3 separate regions of the Sus scrofa genome follow, and all the other regions are linked to region 1. Evidence: chromatin contacts called from public HiChIP or PLAC-seq data. All regions are on one chromosome and are shown on one strand. The core of a region is the stretch at or near the end of the contact, and the rest is flanking DNA. Distances in the headings are between cores, read along the strand shown. Region 1 overlaps SLC9A1 (solute carrier family 9 member A1). Region 2 has its middle 23 kb from the start of SLC9A1. Region 3 overlaps WDTC1 (WD and tetratricopeptide repeats 1).

Region 1 (4,188 bases), core at 997-3,496:
TCCCTGGGGACCCTGACTCTGCCACAAGAGAGGACACATGACCCGAGAGGGGGCCACGGGGTCTAGACCAGCTCCATGGATCACTGGTGCAGCCTCGAACAAGCACTCCTCCTTTCAGGGCCTCAGGGTCCGCAGTTGTGAAGGGCGAGTTGTGATCATGAGTCCCTGGGAGGTGACCAGTCAGAATGTAAAGTAGTCAGGAGGCTACATAACTTCGCTTGAACCCAGACAGCATCAGGAGAAATGGGTCCAGTCAGCTGGCCCACAGTGCTCATTGTAGGACTTTAGGGAAGTGATTTAATAGCTTAGGATCTCAGTTTCTACATCTTTAAAATGGGAACAAGAGCGCAACACAGGGAACTGGAAAGGTCCCTGAGTTGGGCAGCAGGAGGTCTAGAGTCGCCGGAGCTCTGTTGCTGTCAGTTTGACTCTCCTCCTGTCTCTGGGCCTCAGATCCCCATCTGTGAACTGAGGGGACTGGGCTGGACCATCCTGAAGAATCCCTCCAGCCCGCTGGTCATGATTTCTGTGCATTTAAATAAGCCAGGCTTGGAGTTCCCATTGTGGCTCAGTGGTTAACAAACCTGACTAGTGACCCTGAGGATGCAGGTTCGATCCCTGGCCTCTTTCAGTGGGTTAAGGATCCGGCTTTGCTGTGAGCTGTGGTGTAGGTCACAGATGCAGCTTGGATCATGCATTGCTCTGGCTGTGGTGTAGGCTGGCAGCTACAGCTCCGATTCGACCCCTGGCCTGGGAACCTTCATATGCTGCAGGTGTGGCCCTAAAAAGACAAAAGACAAAAAAAGAAAAAAAAAACAGGCTTAGCTGAGACCCCACCCCAGGTCCTTCAAAGTCCCCAAGGAAGCCCAGTCTGGGATGATATAAGTTGCTCCTCCTGACCTGACCTGTGACCTCAGGCAAGTGAGAAACACTCAGCCTGGGCCTCTGTTTCTCTTTCATCCCCTCCCTCTTTCCTGGACTCGAATCCTGCCAAGCCCTAGATGGGAAGCAGCACTGCCTTCTTGGGAGAAACAATGTAAAGAGAACCTCCTGGGACTGGACTTATTTTCTGTCCTTTAAGAGGAAAGGGGGCTGCCTCTTTCATCAAGATGATAAAATGCTTCCCTCTTCAAAAGCATTTTATCACCTTGACTTTGAAGTCACATATGCTAGTGGTTTACCAAGCCTATTTTTAATGAAGGCAGCACTGAGATAGGGGCCTCCCTGCCTGGGTTTGAAGCCAGTTTTACCACTTCTGTGAGACCTTAGAAAGTTCTTAACCTGTCAGTGTCTCAGCTTCTTCATCCGTCAAATGGGAACAATGAAGGGACCTACCGTTAGGGTCATCGTGGATACTGAACAGAACTGGCTCTGGCACGTGGAAGTGTGTGGTTCAAGTAGCTGCTGCTGCTCTTACTAGATCCTCCTCCTTCGCAGTCCTGTGAGGAGGGCAGAGCAGAGAGGGACCTCCCTTTAGCCAGGCCTGACTTCCCTGGGGTTCCAGAACACATCTGTGGTGGAGCTCCACTTGAACCCAGGCCCTCTGACCCCTGGCCCACCTGCGTGTGAGTCACTCGGCTGGATGGGCTCAGAAACCTCTGGCTGTGTCTTTGGGAAGAAGCAGGCCTTGAGGACCTGCATTTATATAAATTCAGGCTTGGGGGTTGGGAGATTGGGGACCTCAGAGTAGAGGGCCTCCCGGGCTCAGAGACCCTGGTGGTTGGTGGTGGTGCCCGGGGTGGGGGTGGAGGGGGGCGAGCTCTGAGGTCTCCCTGCCAGAGTAGCAAAACTGGAGTGCCTGACACTCACATGCTACCCCCACCCCCGCCCCCAGGGCATGACTATTCGGCCTCTGGTAGACCTGCTGGCTGTAAAGAAAAAGCAAGAAACGAAGCGCTCCATCAATGAGGAGATCCACACGCAGGTACTGGGAGGCAGGGGAGGCTCAGGGAGCGGAGGGTGGAGGGAGCAGCTAGGCCTGGAGTCCTTGCCCTCACTCAGCCCCTCCTCCCTCATCCCAGTATCCCAGTGCTGGGGTGGTCTTTCAACCTCCTGAAGTCACCAGGTCACACCACAGGGAGGTGGGATGTGAGCAGCCTAGACCCTGAGGTGGGGGTGTCATGCCATCTCTGCCTCTTCAAGACCCTCTCCCAGGCATCGGGCACCAGTGAGTTCAGAGAAGGGGGGCTCAGTCAGGCCCCATTGGCAGAAGGTTTGAGATGCCACTAGGGTTTAGCGTGAGTGAGGTCTAGGCGCCACCTCCTGGCTGCTCCTGGAACTACAGGGCTGGGCTGAGCCAACTGCGCTAGGGTGGAAGGTGGGGGGCCCTTTCTCAAGTCTCGGTAGGGGAGGAGCCTGGTGGTGAGGCTTGACCTGGCCCTGGGCCCGTTTCAGTTCCTGGACCACCTTCTGACAGGCATCGAGGACATCTGTGGCCACTATGGCCACCACCACTGGAAGGACAAGTAGGTGGCAGGCCTGGTGGGCAGGAGGGCAGGGAGGGGCAGGTAAGGGTCTCCCAGGGCCTGGGTGTCTCTCTACCTCTCAGAGCTGGCTCCATCCATCTCCCCTCTCTTCCCACCAGGCTCAACCGGTTTAATAAGAAGTACGTGAAGAAGTGTCTGATAGCTGGCGAGCGCTCCAAGGAGCCCCAGCTCATCGCTTTCTACCACAAGATGGAGATGAAGCAGGCTATCGAGCTGGTGGAAAGTGGGGGCATGGGCAAGATCCCTTCGGCCGTCTCCACCGTGTCGATGCAGTGAGTGCCAGTGGCCAACCTGTCAGCGTCTGCAGCTACACACGGACCCCTCGATGCCCACCGGGGGTGGGGGCAGTGAGCCAGGCCCCTCTGTCATCCTCCCAGAGCGGGCAGGTGGGAGAGCTGCAGGGCCACACTGAGGACCTGAGGCTTGGCCCACCCTCCCGGGCCATCCCTGGGGAACCCTTCTGGCCCAGCTCAGCAGGCTCCAGGGTCCCAGGAATTTTCCTGGGGCCCTAATCTCTGCTCCGTTATCCCAGGAACATCCACCCCAAGACCCTGCCTACCGAGCGCATCCTGCCAGCACTGTCCAAGGACAAGGAAGAGGAGATCCGCAAGATCCTGAGGAACAACTTGCAGAAGACCAGGCAGCGGGTGAGGGCCCTCCCCCCACAGCAGAGGAGCCCCTCCGCACCCCCACTCTGCTCCAGCCCCACCCCACACATGCCCAGAACCTGCCCTGCCTGACAGCTGTTCCTCCCCCAGCTACGTTCCTACAACAGACACACGCTGGTGGCAGACCCCTACGAGGAGGCCTGGAACCAGATGCTGCTCCGGAGACAGAAGGCCCGGCAACTAGAGCAGAAGGTATGTCCGGCACTGGAGCTGCTCCTGCCTTTCTCCAGGAACCTGGGCCCTTCCTCTCCCTGCACCCCCCCCACCAAGCCCTTTTGGAGACAGCCACTCCGATCTGATCTTGGGGGCCCCTCCACTTGTTTTGAAAGCTGAGCCCCAGGACAGGTTTCAGAAAGCTGCCTTCCCTACCCGCTCCCTGCTCAGTATGGAAGAGCTCCCACCCCCGCCGTATCCTGAGGCATCTGAGCTAGAAGAGTCTACCCATGTGCTCTGACCCTTCTGTTCTCCAGGGAGAAGACTGAGGCCCAAGGGGAAAGGGACTTGCCCAAAATCTTACAAAGCCAGGCACACATGCATTCATTCATTTGTTCAGGAAACATTTGGGGAGCAGTTCCTAAGTGCCGAGCAGCAGGGCAGCCTCTGAATCCAGTGGTGAATCGGCCCAGTCCCCCCTTGCAGAGCTTCTGGTGCAGGACAGGAAGTGCAAGGGGCCCTGAGCACCTTGAGCAAGGAAGTGGTCAGGGCAGGCCTAGGAATAAGCCACCGGGGAGGGAGTGTGGGCAGAGGAAGGGCCAGGCAAAAGGAGGAAGCTGAGCACAAGTTCCTGACCACAGACAGGGGGCTCAGCTTTCAAGGAAGCTTGTTAATGGCCTAAGGGTTTGGGCTTTATTCCAAGGGCATGGAGTCACGAAGGGTTCTCAGCAGTGGAGTGACATGCGAAGGGGTGGGGGTGGCCCAGATTATGGTGGGGGTGGGGGTGGGGATGGGGGGTAGTGGAAAAGAACGGTAGATTCAAGGGACATTGAGGAGGAAGAAGTAGCAGGGCTTGGTCCCCAGTTTGAGGTGGGGCTGAA
Region 2 (4,076 bases), core at 1,305-3,804, 71 kb before region 1:
TCCTGACTTCTGGTTTCTGGCTGGAGCAGCTGTGGGGGTGGCGGTGTCAAGCCCCAGGCTAGGGAAGATGAGAAAGAAGAAGTCCTTGAAGGGAAGGCAAAAGAGTTAGGCTTTGGGAGTTCCCGTCATGGCTCAGTGGTTAACCAATCCGACTAGGAACCATGAGGTTGCGGGTTCGATCCCTGCCCTTGCTCAGTGGGTTAACGATCTGGCGTTGCCGTTAGCTGTGGTGTAGGTCACAGATGCAGCTTGGATCTGGCATTGCTGTGGCTGTGGCATAGACCGGCGGCTACAGCTCTGATGAGACCCTTAGCCTGGGAATCTCCATATGCCCTAGAAAAGGCAAAAAGACAAAAGAGTTGAGGCTTTGAAGGGTGAGAGGGATTGAGCAGCTCATGGGTAATAATAGGGCATCAAGTCCTCCAAAGAACCCCCCCTTTTTTTGTCTTTTTAAGGCTGAACCTACAGCATACAGAGGTTCCCAGGCTAGGGGAACAATGGGAGCTGTAGCTGCTGGCCTACACCACAGCCACAGCAACACAGGATCCAAGCAGCATCTGCGACCTACACCACAGCTCATGGCAACACTAGATCCGTAACCCACTGAATGACGCCAGGGATTGAACCCGTGTCCTCATGGATGCTAGTCAGGTTCATTAACTGCTGAGCCACGATGGAAACTCCGAATTTCCCGCTTTTTATTCATCCAACACAATAGGGATCTACTAGAGGTCAGACATGAGGAAAACAGCAGGGACCCAAACAGACGAGGTCCCTGTTCTCATGGAGTTTACATTCTAGTGGATGGATACGGACAACAGTAGAGAAGTATAGAAATATGTCAGAGTGAGGCAGGTGCTATGAAGACAGATGAGCACAGGAGTTCCCATCGTAGCTCAGCAGTTAACCAATCTGACTAATATCCTTGAGGACGCAGGTTTGATCCCTGGCCTCACTCAGTGGGTTAAAGATCTGGTGTGGCCATGAGCTGTGGTCTAGGTAACAGATGAGGCTCAGATCCTACGTTGCTGTGACTGTGGCCTAGGCTAGTAGCTACAGCTCCGATTTGACGCCTAGCCTCCATAAGCCTCGAGAAAGGAGAGAAAAAAAAAAAAAAAAAGACAGATGATCACAAGTAAGGGGGTGTGAGCTATAGAGGCTGCCATTTGCATGGGGTGATCAAAGAAAGTTTCTCTCATTTTTAGACATAGACTTGAATGCAGAGAGAGAAGGACATGGAGGGAGACCCTTCTGGGCAGAAAGAAGGGCAAGGCCTTGAGGTGAGAGGTCCTCTACACACTGTGGCCACTCCAGAAATCATAGGTATGAGGTCAGAAGTGGCAGCTAGGAGTTCCCATTGTGGCTCAGAGGATTAAGAACGCGACGTAAGTGTCCCTGAGGATGCGGGTTGGATCCCCGGCAGTGTTTGATCCCTGGCCTCCTTCAGTGGGTTCAGGGTTTGGCGTTGCCGCAGTCACATATTCAGGTCAGATCCTGTGTAGCTGTGGCTGTGGCACAGGCCAGCAATTCCAGCTCCAATCTGACCCCTAGCCTGGGAACTTCCGTATATGCAGGTGTGGCCATAAAAAGAAAGAAAAAAAAGAAAGAAAAAGAAAAGGGGGGCTAGACACCCTGAAAGCAATTTGGATTTTACTCTAAAACCATTCCCTCTTCCCTGTAAGGTAAAATTCCCCAAGATCATTTCCAAGCCCAAGACTCGAAGTGGTTTTGCTCTCTCCCAGCCATGCCACCTATCAGCTGCATAACCTTGGACGTGCCACTTACCTTCTCTGAGCCTCGGCCTTCTCATAGAGTTGCTGTGAGGACCAAATGAAATTATTCGGAGTGCCTAGAACAGATTAGCCTTTTGTTTTCTTTTTTCCATGGAGGAATAAAAGATATGGATGGAGAAAATTGGCTTAATTGAAGTTTGAAATCTGATAAATTCTAGCATTGAACTCTCATTGCTACAATAAAGGACAGGAAAAATGTACAGTCATCCCTCGGTATCTGCAGAGGATTAGTTCCAGGACCTCCTGCCAATACTAAAATCCACAGCTGCTTACGTCCCTTATACCTATAAAATGCATAGTATTTGCATATAACCTATCCATACCCTCTTGTACACTTTAAATCATCTCTAGGTTACTTATGATACCTAATATAATGTAAAAACCATGTAAATACTTCAAAATACAATGCAAATCACTGCGAGTGCTCAACAAATTTAAATTTGCTTTTTAGAACTTTCTGGAATTTTCTTGTTGTGAATATTTTTTTGATTTGCAATTGGTTGAATCTGCAGATTCGGAGGGCAGACTGTGCACTGATACTGTTTCTCTCCCGTTTTCTTCCCCCCAGCTTCTGACCTGGACATCCTTGTGTTTCCAAGCAGGCTTTCAATGAAAGACTGATACTGGACAATTTTCCTGGTGGCACAAGGTTCTGTCTTAAAGTTCCTTCTTCTACTGCTGGCGAGCTCCCTCCCCCACAGATGAACTGGTTTCATTTCACTTTGGGAGGAGAGAGGAAAGAGAAGAGAGAGCAGAGAGGGCGTGGTGGAAATGACTCCACCTAGAACTTGTGGGATTTTTACCTTAGGCTCCACCCTGCTCCTCCTCCTCAGGGGTCTCACGCTGGGTGGGTTGAAAGGTGACTCTAGCCCTTACCAGGTGTGGCGGCTGCTGAGCCTCTCAAGACCACTGAACCAGGATAGGGTGGAGGTGGAGGGTGGGCTGGGGTGATGAGCAGCTAGTGGCTTAGATTCCTGCCAGAGCTTGGGCCCTGCAGGCAAAGAATAAAGAGCACGTGGAAGGAAGAGGATCTCCGGTAGGGGAGGGTAGAAAGGGGCCTGGGGAAGCTGAGGTGTGTGACCTTGGCTGAGTCACTGTGTAATCAGCCACACCCTTGCTCGGTACCCTTCATTGGTTCCCCACTGCCATGGGATAAAGTCCCAAAGGCTTAACACTGATCCAACCTATAGTATCAGCTGGGCCTGCTACTCCCCTACCCTTTACCCACGCTCCCTGCAATGCAGCCTTATCAGAGGTCTCTGCTTTTTTTTTTTTTTTTTTTTTTTTTTGATGCCTTTCTCTAGCAAACAATAGGATCCAGGGCCAGGAATTTTTTTTTTTATTTTTTTCATATTTTGTTTATTTATTTATCTTTTTAGGGCCACACCTACGGCATATGGAAGTTCTCAGGCTAGGGGTACAATCTGAGCTGTAGCTGCTGGCCTACACCACAGCCACTCAGGATCCGAGGCTAGTCTGTGACCTACACCACAGCTCATGGCAATGCTACATCCTTAACCCACTGAGAGAGGCCAGGGATGGAACCTGCGTCCTCATGGATGCTATCAGATTCGTTTCCGCCAAGCCACGACGGGAACTCCCTGTGATAAGTTTTTTAATTAAACTTTTTCTTTGGAATAATTTTAGATTTACAGAAAATGTGCAGATAGTCAAAAGTGTTCCCCTATATACCCCTCATCCACTTTCTCCTAATAGTAGCATATTACCAAGGTGCATTTGTCAAAATTAAGGAGTGCCCGTTGTGGCTCAGTGGAGACAAATCTGACTAACATCTATGAGGACATAGATTCAATCCCTGGCCTCGCTCAGTGGGTTAAGGATACAGCATTGCTGTGAGCTGTGGTGTAGGTTGCAGATGAGGCTCAGATCTGGCATTGCTGTGGCTGTGGCATAGGTAGGCAGCTGTAGCTGCAATTCAACCCCTAACCTGGGAACATCCATGTGCTTCAGTTGCAACCCTTAAAAAAAAAAAACGCCTCAACATCGGTATACATACATATTATCATTAGTTAAATACCAGACTTTATTTATTTATTTATTTATTATTATTTTATGGCTGCACTCACAGCGTATGGAAGCTCCTGGACCAGCGATTAAATACAGGTCACAGCTGCCACCTAAGCAGCTGTGGCAGCAATGCTGAATCCTTTTACCCACTGCACCAGATGGGGGTCAAACCTGTGACTCCACAGTGATCTGAGCCACTGCAATAGGATTCCTAACCCACTGCGCCAGAGCAGGAGCTCCAATTCAACTTTAATT
Region 3 (4,435 bases), core at 1,202-3,701, 120 kb before region 1:
CAACTAGGAACCATGAGGTTGCGGGTTCCATCCCTGGCCTTGCTCCGTGGGCTGGGGATCCGGCATTGCCGTGAGCTGTGGTGTAGGTCGCAGACATGGCTTGGATCCCGAGTTGCTGTGGCTCTGGCGGAGGCTGGTGGCTACAGCTCCGATTAGACCCTAGCCTGGGAACCTTCATATGCCACGGGCACAGCCCTAAAAAGACAAAAATAAACCAAAAAACAAAAAAACCACACCAAACATATTTTAAAACCATGAGTTTATACTGATACTGATTCCGGTCTAGTACCTCAGAGTTCTTCTTTGCCTTTCCCTATTCCATATTTGAATTTCCCTTCTCACTGTGTGAAAATAACATTGATATATCATATCAATATTGTAAATATATTTATTATATATTAACATTGATATTTTATCCCAACAACACTGATATATTTACTCATTTGATCAATTCTACAATACACATAAAATAGTTAACAGAATTGCTACAATACCACTACAAATGACAAATCTACTAACTAGAACTCAATCAAGATTTCTTTAGTGTATTTGTCCTTAGAATATACAGTGAGTACCATGTTCACAAATTACTTGAGTTAGGAGTTCTCTTTGTAGCTCAGAGGTTAACGAACCCAACTAGGATCCATGAGGATGCGGGTTCGATCACTGACCTCGCTCAGTGGGTTAAGGATCTGGCATTTCCATGAGCTGTGGTGTAGGTCACAGACACAGCTTAGATCTTGTGTTGCTGTGGCTGTGGCTCCGATTCGACCCCCCTAGCGTGGGAACCTCCCTATGCAGAGGGTGTGGCCCTAAAAAAAAAGAAAGAAAATTTACTTGAAATTACCCCTTCCCAACTTTGCTGACTTAATTTTACCTCAATGTGGTTATAAAAGTAAAAACTCTACAAAAAGATTCAGAAGAGCTATTCCCTTTTCTCTACCCCTCCACCCTATGCTTTCTATCCCCTAAAGGTTTATTCTCTTCATTAGTTTCTGCTTATCCATTCTATGCTTAATTTGCAAAAACATGTAGGTACATATATAAATTCCAATTATCCCTCCTTTGGCAATATTATATTAAAATAGCCCTTAAATATATGGATATTCGATTTCATTCATACGAGAAATGTAACTTAAAAGGATATTGAGATACCATTTTTCATCTATCAGAATGGTAAAAAATTCAAAATCTTAACCACACGGTCTGTTGGTGAGTTGTGGAGAAACAGGCACTGTCATGCATCACTACCAGGAAGGCAAAAGGGTGCAACTTCTCAGAGGGAAATTTGGCAATATCTAACAAAACTGCATTTACCCTTTGGTCAGCACTTTCACTTCTAGGCTTTTACCCTGAAGATTCATCTCCAGCAATAAAAAAAAAAATATGCCCAAGGTTATTCATTATGATATTATAATTATAAACTATTAGAAACAACACTAAGAGCCCATACATGGGGAAATTCATTGAATAAATCTTGGTTTATCTATACACTAGAGTATTATGCAGCTGTGAAAAAAAACACTATGAACTGATCTGAGTGATTTCCAAGATATATTAATAAGTATAAAGAGAGCATACGGGAGTTCCCGTCGTGGCGCAGTGGTAACGAATCGGACTAGGAACCATGAGGTTGCGGGTTCGATCCCTGCCCTTGCTCAGTGGGTTAACGATCTGGTGTTGCCGTGAGCTGTGGTGTAGGTCGCAGACGCAGCTCGGATCCTGCATTGCTGTGGCTCTGGCGTAGGCCGGCAGCTACAGCTCCAATTCCACCCCTAGCCTGGGAACCTCCATATGCCGCAGGAGTGGCCCAAGAAATACCAAAAAGACAAAAAAAAAAGAGAGAGAGAGAGAGAGAGAGAGAGCGAGAGAGAGAGAGAGAGAGAGAGAGAGAGAGAGAGAGAGCGAGCATACGGCATTCCTCTGTGACTTCTCATCCTTAGCAAGTCCTCCAAGTCTGGTCAGTCACTCTGTTCTCTCCTTACATGCTCTCTACCTCATCCCCCTAGGAATCCATGATTCATTACTACAGTGGTTCTCTTATACAATATTTACCTGACAAAACCCCAAGACCTGATGTTCTTCTAGCTTTCCTACATCTTCACCTTTCCCTTTCCCTACTGATTCTTTCCCCTTGGGATTAAACATACTCAAATTTCTCTAAAAAGTCCTCCCTTGATGCCAAATCTACATCTAGCCCAGGCCTTTCATTTCTCTTCCCCTTCACAGCCATACTGAAAGGATAGTCTCTACTTGATATTTTTACCTCCTCACTTCCCAATAATTCCTCAACCCACTTCCAGCTATACCACAAAAATGACCTTTGCCAAGGTGGTCACCACTGTGGCTTCCTTGCCCTAAATTAATGGGCACTTCTCAGTCCTTACTTTACTTGGTCCCTGGCAGTATACGATAGTGCTGACCACTCCTTCCTCAATGAAATCCTACTCTGGGTTCTGTGACATCCCCTTTCTGTTTTCCTTCCTGCTCCTCTGGTTGCTCTTTTCTGATAGTATTTGCATACTCTTTGTCCAACTGGCCCTTATATTGGTTTTCGTTATGGCTCTATCCTAGGCTTTCTTCCTACTCTATACACACTTCTCAAAGACAATCACAGCTCGTTATCATTGTCCCAATCTAATGCTGCTCACTGCTCCCAAATCAACATCTCCAATGTGTACCTCAGCTCAGACCAAGTATTCAAACTACCTATCTCAAAAGCACTAGATAACACATGGGCTGTAGCTCCTGAACATTCATAACCAAGCTCATCATCTTTTCCCTCAAACTGAGTCCTTTTTCCACTGCTCCCTCACTCAGTGAATTTACCCGCCAACCAGAAACTTAACTTTCATCCTTGACTCCTCTCTTTTCCTAACTTTTCACATTCAGTCATTCTATTAATCCTACCTCCTTAATGTCTTTAAAATTCTCTGACTTCTCATCATCCAAATTATCATTACCTAGGAGCTCCCAACGTGGCGCAGCAGAAATGAATCTGACTAGGAACCATGAGGTTGAGGGTTTGATCCCTGGCCTCACTCAGTGGGTTAAGGATCTGGTGTTGCTTTGAGCTGTGGTGTAGGTCGCAGACATGGCTCAGATCCTGCATTGCTGCAGCTCTGATGTAGGCCAGCAGCTACAGTTCCAATTGGACCCCCTAGCCTGGGAACCTCCATACACCATGGGGTGCGGCCCTAAAAAAAAAAAAAAAAAAAAAAAAAAAAATTCATTATCTAGGTTCAGGTAACCTACCATCTCCTCTTCTTGAATCACTGCCACTAGCTCTTAAGTGGTCTGGCTGTTCCCAGTTTAAACCTGCAATCTTCGTTTTGAAGCCAAGATTAATTAAAAAAAAAATAAACCAACTTAAGTCTGATCATATTGCTCCATGGTAAAGATCACTGAGGGGCTCTCCACTGCCCTTAGGACAAAATGGACAGTCTTCAACATAGCTTACAGCATCCTTCATAGGAACATCCCACCTGCACTCACCTCATCAACCTCACCCCGTATCCTGTGACTGTCTTCCACTTGTGTTCTGTGACCATCGGTTCTCTTGAACTGAGTACTTTCTACTCTCTCATGCATCATTCATACGCTGTTCCTCTAATCTAGAGCTTTTTCTCTCCCTGTCTCCTCCAAATCCAGCTAGCTCCTCACACCCACCTTTCAGGTATCAGCTTAGACTACGCTTCTCTTAGAAAGCCAAGGTGGGATCTCTCCAGCCCATCATGTTTCACTCATTTGTGAAATTTCTCAGAATAATGATGGACACATGGGGGAGAAGTTGGGGATGAGGAGAAAAATGTTTATTGAATATTATGTTTAAGAGTGAAGAAGTGTGATAGCTAAGAGTATAAATTGGTACAAACTCCATGAACGGCAATTCTGTTAATATTTATCAAAAATAAGATACATATACCCTTCCGATTTACTAATTCCATTTTGTAGACATTTACTCTAAAGAAATACACCCACAGGTGTCAAATGGTATTGCAGGGAATAACACTGTACGCGAAAAATTGGAAGTAATCTACACATCCATCAACAGGAACAATTTAAATTATGGTACATTCACCCAAATGAATACACTAAAGCCATGAAAGAACTGAATATCAGAAATAGCTTTATGTACTGAAATGATAAAATCATGAAAGTATATTTTAAAATTCAAAAGTAAGGTACAAACCAATAAATATGTTAGGCTAACGTTTGTGAGAAAAGGTGAGAATTTTATGCATAAAATTTCTCTGAATTTGATCTACAGAAAAAAAATTTTTCTCTGGAAGGATACTGAAACTGAATACATTAGTTTATTATTCCGGGGAAATGAATTTAGTGGCTGGGAAAAAGAATGGAAAGGAGGACTTCCTGTTGCGGGTTAGTGCATTAAGAATCCAACTAGTATCCATGAGGACGCAGGTTCGATCCC

The links. HiChIP or PLAC-seq counts read pairs in DNA pulled down with a chosen protein or histone mark.
Region 2: a contact with region 1 is called in an H3K27ac HiChIP or PLAC-seq map of alveolar macrophages. The contact joins two enhancer-like sites. A contact is called at or near these places in 10 of 47 Hi-C or Micro-C datasets (blood, embryonic fibroblasts, heart right ventricle and 3 more) and 1 of 2 datasets of contacts at active chromatin or transcription factors (alveolar macrophages).
Region 3: a contact with region 1 is called in an H3K27ac HiChIP or PLAC-seq map of alveolar macrophages. The contact joins two enhancer-like sites. A contact is called at or near these places in 4 of 47 Hi-C or Micro-C datasets (embryonic fibroblasts, liver, retroperitoneal adipose tissue and 1 more) and 1 of 2 datasets of contacts at active chromatin or transcription factors (alveolar macrophages).

What each region holds. Positions count from the first base shown.
Region 1 is chr6:84,376,164-84,380,351 of Sscrofa11.1, reverse strand. It overlaps SLC9A1 (solute carrier family 9 member A1), which reads left to right. Exons shown (of 12, transcript NM_001007103.1): 6 at 1,835-1,924; 7 at 2,395-2,465; 8 at 2,585-2,758; 9 at 3,019-3,133; 10 at 3,245-3,346. Among named protein-coding and RNA genes, the nearest start is that of SLC9A1, 48 kb to the left of the region's middle. Within about 2 kb of position 2,246, at least 7 of the 83 cell types and tissues checked have an H3K27ac peak or open chromatin away from gene starts, as enhancers often do. A contact at or near this core is called in alveolar macrophages, where this site is marked.
Region 2 is chr6:84,447,774-84,451,849 of Sscrofa11.1, reverse strand. No RefSeq gene overlaps it. Among named protein-coding and RNA genes, the nearest start is that of SLC9A1, 23 kb to the right of the region's middle. Within about 2 kb of position 2,554, at least 16 of the 83 cell types and tissues checked have an H3K27ac peak or open chromatin away from gene starts, as enhancers often do. A contact at or near this core is called in alveolar macrophages, where this site is marked.
Region 3 is chr6:84,495,892-84,500,326 of Sscrofa11.1, reverse strand. The region is part of intron 2 of WDTC1 (WD and tetratricopeptide repeats 1); the gene reads right to left. Among named protein-coding and RNA genes, the nearest start is that of WDTC1, 13 kb to the right of the region's middle. Within about 2 kb of position 2,451, at least 4 of the 83 cell types and tissues checked have an H3K27ac peak or open chromatin away from gene starts, as enhancers often do. A contact at or near this core is called in alveolar macrophages, where this site is marked.